Regions from separate parts of the Triticum aestivum genome. Here region 1 is linked to region 2. Evidence: chromatin contacts called from public Hi-C data. All regions are on one chromosome and are shown on one strand. Each heading gives the region's core, a stretch centred on a gene start, on an enhancer-like site or on the middle of the called end of the contact. The rest is flanking DNA. Distances are from core to core; before and after follow the strand shown.

Region 1 (2,700 bases), core at 118-2,617, 410 kb before region 2:
ATCATATATGTTTAGCAGCTGCTCGGATAGTGATTAGCCTCAATAATCAGACTCTGACGCTACGTAACTACTGACTAGTAGTGACTAAAAGCTTAGAAGCTGCTTAGAAACATGCCGTAGAAGGCATCTCTCCAGACCCTAGGAGCAACAGCACGGCTCGAAATAATCCCAGAAATGACATCACCCAAAACAAACGCCCCGAAAAGAACACAACAAATCCCATGCGTACGTGGAAGCATCATCAGGTTGTGCAGAAAAGAATTCCCCATTTCTAACGAATTTGGCGAAAAAGAAAAGCATCGGCTGAGCTAGCGTTCTAACGAATCGATCCCGGTAAATCACAATACCAAAGCAAGATCCATGGCAAAGAACACTCGACTTTTTAGATCCCCCCTCTGCCCATGCATCTCCTACCGAAAGAACTACGGTGAGCTCGGCATGACACCGACCTGCATGGATCGCCGAGAGCTTAACAGGCAGCTGGATGAATAATTCGAGCAAGGAAGCGCAATAGAACAGTGGGAATTGCAAGCTGATTGTAGCGAATAGTTGGTGAAAGCATGTGCATACCTTGCTCGGGCATGCTTGAGGAGGGGTTCCCCTGGTCGACGACGGAGCGGCGGAGCTGGAACGCGCTGGGGTAGAGCGGCTCCTGGGCGTCGTCCCGGCTGCTGCTGCCGCCGGACTTGCCGGAGTTCATGGAGGTGCGGCGCTCGAGGCGCTTGCGCTTGGCCTGGAGGCGCTTGAGGCTCTGCATCTCGCGCCGGCGCCACCGCTCCTCCTCGGTCTCGGTGGGGAGCGAGCTGGTGCGCATCAGCGGCGCCGGCGGGGGCGTCGCGGCGGCGAGGTCGTCGCTGGTGCCCGGGAGCGAGCACATGGCGGCGAGGGAGGAGGAGCGCACCAGCCGCGGCTTCTTGGCGTCCCGGCCGGAGTTGGCGCCGAAGCAGCCGCCCAGGGACAGGCCGAGGCTGAGCTCGACCACCTCGTCCGCCTCGCCGGCGCCGCCCCCCGCCTTGTCCGACGCCGCCCCCTTCTCCCCGCCGAACCTGCCCAAGAAGTCCCTCGACGCCATGTCCGTCCGGCAGAGAGAGAGAGCAAGCAATTCCCCGCCGCGAAGCACACGCCAATCCCTCCTCCCCCGAAGCTCCAAGGACGGCCAAATTCTCAGGAACGCCTCGCCATTGCCGCGAATCCGTCCCGCGCGGGGCAATTCTCGGTCTCCAAACCCAGAGGGAAGAACATCACAGCGCCCAGGGAGGAACAAACAATCGACGAGCGCCGGGCAAGCAGAGCCAGTAGAATCGGCGGCAATCAGATCCCTCCGACGCGCGTGGGATCCTCGAGCGAGCGGGAGAGGGAGAGGGGGGGGGGGGTGGAGGATGGGAATGGAGAGGAGAGGAGAGGAGAAGAGAAGGAGGCCTGCGTGTCGCTCTAATCTCCTTCGTTGTTAGACTGCTCCCTCCATTAAACCGAAATTGTTTGGAGACGGGAACAGGGGGGAGCTAGTTGGATGGGACTACGAGCGCATGGAGGCCGGCCACGTGTCGGACAGCGGGTACACGTGTTGGACCCCGACAAGCCCAGCCGGTATCGGGCGGCGCGCGGCTCGGCGCGGCTCGGCTGGGGCCGCGGTTGGTAGTGATGGTACTTGGGGATGTGTGACGTGTCGAGGCCGCGTAGGGGCGTCTGCCTGACACGTTTCGGGCTTCCGGTTCTCAGGGCACGGCTCCCCGTGCGGTGTCACTCCGGAATACTACTTCTGCCTTTTTCTACTTCCTACTGTTTGTATGATTGTATCTATATACGCACCTCCGGTAAATGTTGGTGGTTATAAATAACCTAAAATTTAAAAAGTGGCCGTGCGCTAATTGAAGAAAACGAGCGGCCGAACTTTTTTACCATGCATGAGTTGTATTTTTGTCTGTTAGTGCATGTTGTTATTTGTATTTAATGTGTTTACACTGGTTAGTCCAATTTGAAACAAACAGCTTCACGTACAATTATTTTGGTTTTCCAAATTTTTAAAAAGCCATATCTTTCAAACCGCGCGCCGGAATTCAGATCCGTCTTCACTGTTGAATTTTTTGCGATGAGATCTTTAAAACTAGATCCCCCATGAGTATGTTTCGACGAAATTTTTTTGATGCCAACTTTAACGCTATATTGTGCAACTTCAGTACTGCTTTGTGCAAGTTTAGTACTGCATGGTGCAATTTTTTCAAACCCAGTTTTTTGGAGCTGCATCCACAGTAGTTGTAATTGAACACATAGTAGTTCTAGTTGGCACATACATGGCCACAGAGTTGTACAATCTGATCCGCATAGTCGCATATGAATTGTCATAACTTGTAATGTAGTCTAGTTGCACACACATTGATGTTTAGTTGGCTTGTAACGTATTCAAGTTGCACACGCATTGATGTTTAGTTGGCAGGAATACTAATTGCACACACATATGCTTAGTTGGCTTGTAATATAGTCCAGTTGCATACACATTGATGATTAGTTGGCAGGAATACTAATTGCACACACATATACTTAGTTGCATACACATTGATGTTTAGTTGGCAGGACACTAGTTGCACACGCATTGATATTTAGTTGGCAGGACTAATTACACACACATATACTCAGTTGACGCGGCAATGTATTCTAGTTGCACAATGCAGTACTTTAGTTGCACCATATAGCACCAAAGTT
Region 2 (2,700 bases), core at 47-2,546:
AACCCAGTCAAGCATTTTAAAAATTGCTCTGTAATACTCCCTCTGTTCCTAAATATAAGTCCTTTTAGAGATTCCAATATGGACTACATACGGAGCAAAATGAGTGAATCTACACTCTAAAATATGTCTATATACATCCGTATGTAGTCCCTAGGGAAATCTCTAAAAAGACTTATATTTAGAAATGGAGGGAGTACTACCTAATAATACCACCTCCCACCCAACTATCCTGGCCTCAAAATTTGGGCCATTCTGTTGCAAATGTGAAGTGCTAAAAGTTAGCAAAGCGATCAAAGAGGGGAGGTGCGTAACGTACCGGAATAGGGTGACATGGACGCCTGCTTCAGCCAGTAACCTTCTGCCACTGCAACATACACAGGAGGCAAACGAGAACGCCGACATCACAAAAGGGCTGGGGTTTGCAGGGCAAGGACTGAGAGCAAGGAGGTGTGCTTACGGCGGCGGAGGGACGTGAGGGGGGTGGAGACCTCCGGGCGGGATGCAAGGTGGAGGTCTCCGCCGAAGAGCACCAGAACGAGGCGGAACCCAACGGCTGCGACAGCCATCGACCAGTAGTGTCGGATCGCCATCGCCGCTGATCAGTGGTGGGTCTAGGATTTGTAAATATGACATGTTAACATACTAATTATAATTTACCAATAGCACTATCATAATCCACCTGATTGGACACAGCAAATTCTGTGTAAAATCATAATTCACCTGATTGGACACAGCAAAAATTTACATTCTAGTATCAATCATGATGACATAATTGGACACAGCGAAAATTTACATTCTAGTATCGTTTATGATTCCCTAAAAAAAATATCAATCATGATGACATAATTGGACACAAGAAATTATGTGCAAAGTTATGTGTGTGTGTTAATGTACGTGGCAGATAGCACTGTCATAATCCACCTGATAGATAATCCATGAATATAAACCTTAAATTCGTAATGAGACCAACCAAAACTTGGGGAATGGAGAAAAGGCACCTCAAATTGGCTGGCCGCTGCAACTGCACACCGCCGGCCGCAGGGCAGGACTGCTGCCGAGTGCGGAATGGGCGGCTGCCGGGCGCCGACTGGCAAGGCCGCGGTGCGGCGGTGGGCGACCGGTGGGTGGGGCGGGCAGGGGCGCTGGGTGGGCGCTGCGGGCAGGGCCGGCTCTTTGCCTCCTGGCAACCGGTGGCGGCGACGGCGTGCGGCGAGGCAGGCGGCGAGCCTGCGAGATCGGGAGGAGAATCGGGGACAGGAGTCGGAGTCGGGAGTCAGTGGGTTTCTCTTTTTTTTTAGCGGTGGGAGCAGAGCTGGCCAAAAGGCCAGCACGGCACGGCCCACAGAGACATGTTTATTAGACGGGCCGTGCCGTGCTGGACGGGCCGTGCCGTGCTGGCCCACGTGCCTTGCTTCCTGGCCCAGGCGCGGCACATTTAGTAAACGAGCCAGCCCGTGGAACGTTGTAGCACATTGGGTTGTGTGGTCACGGGAGCGGCTCCTCGTCATTGGGCCATTAAGAGCATCTTCAGCCGTTGGGCCCTCAGGAGGCGCTAAAAATCGTTCCTGGGACGCATCGGCGATAAACGACGCGCTGGGTACGTGATGTCCCCCAGTCACGGTGCCCACGTTTTTCTGAAAATATAAATTACGGCACAAACACGGCGTAAATTCAATCAAACTTCGACGAGTTCGTTCATATTTAAAATATTTTACAAAAAGAAAAAAAAAGCTATTAGGTTACTCCTTGTCGTCTCCCTCACCGCTCCTCGCCGCCCGCCGCCTTGCAGATCTAAATGCCGAGGAGGCGGTAGAACCGCGTGTAGTCGTCGCCATCGTCGTCGTCGTCTCCCGCCGCGGCCGCCGTCCCTGCTGCAACCCTCCCCCGGTTGGCGCGGCGGGTTGGACGGTCCGGGGGCATCGGCGTCGTCGCTGTCGAGGCCCACGACGCCGTGCTCGTCCTCGCACCCACGTTTGCGGGCGGCTATCTCCTCCAAGGCCCGGCGCTGCTGGACCACCTCATCGCCGAGGTAGTCGTCCCGCGCCCGCCGTAGGGCATCCTCGTCGGAAAAGCCGCGCCGGGCTATCTCCTCATACTCCGCGGGGAGGCCGGGCTCCGGCTTCGGCCTAACAAGGACGAGGCGGCCAGAGGCGGGGGCGGAGTCGTCGATGTGGACGCCGGAGCTGCGGGTGCGCGAGCTAACAGGCGTCTCCTGGGGCGTGTCTTGGGGCTCCGGCTTGACGGGGCGGAGGCAGGGAGAGCCGGTTGACCGACCTGACGAGGAGGAGGATGCCCCGAGGTCCATGCGCCTCGGCGTCCATGAGCTCCCACGACGGCGAGAGAAGGACGGGGGGGAGGGGTACTCCAGCCTCGGCGTGTTGCCGCCCTCGATGTACTCGAGGACAGCCTCCAGCGTGCGGCCGGGCACGCCCCACCATCGGCGCCTCCCCTCGGAGTTGAGCCTGTCGAAGGGAACGGCGTCGTTGGTGGCCTCGAGTTGCTCGGCGTGGCGGCGGCGGAAGTATGGCTCCCAGAGCAGGCTGTCGGGGACGTAGTGTGGCCCCTCCCTCGCCGCCCGCAGCAAGGAGGAGCGGATACACGCGATCTCCGCGCGTCGCGACGCCCCGGTGGGCGGTGGCGGCACTGGGCCCCCGCCGGCGCTGATTCTCCAGGCCCCGGGCACCCGCATGTCCGGCGGGA

Evidence for each region. A called contact is a pair of places that touch in the nucleus more often than the background predicts.
Region 1: a contact with region 2 is called in a Hi-C map of an unstated tissue, with 8 times the contacts expected there. The contact joins the promoter of LOC123188019 here to the promoter of LOC123188018 in region 2. A contact is called at or near these places in 2 of 5 Hi-C or Micro-C datasets (leaf and an unstated tissue) and 1 of 1 datasets of contacts at active chromatin or transcription factors (leaf).

The regions. Positions count from the first base shown.
Region 1 is chr2A:140,428,427-140,431,126 of IWGSC CS RefSeq v2.1, reverse strand. It overlaps LOC123188019 (ninja-family protein 1), which reads right to left and starts at 1,367. Exons shown (of 2, transcript NM_001426803.1): 1 at 571-1,367. The coding sequence starts at 1,072.
Region 2 is chr2A:140,018,123-140,020,822 of IWGSC CS RefSeq v2.1, reverse strand. It overlaps LOC123188018 (phosphatidylinositol glycan anchor biosynthesis class U protein), which reads right to left and starts at 1,296. Exons shown (of 15, transcript XM_044600049.1): 1 at 999-1,296; 2 at 458-611; 3 at 317-364. The coding sequence starts at 590.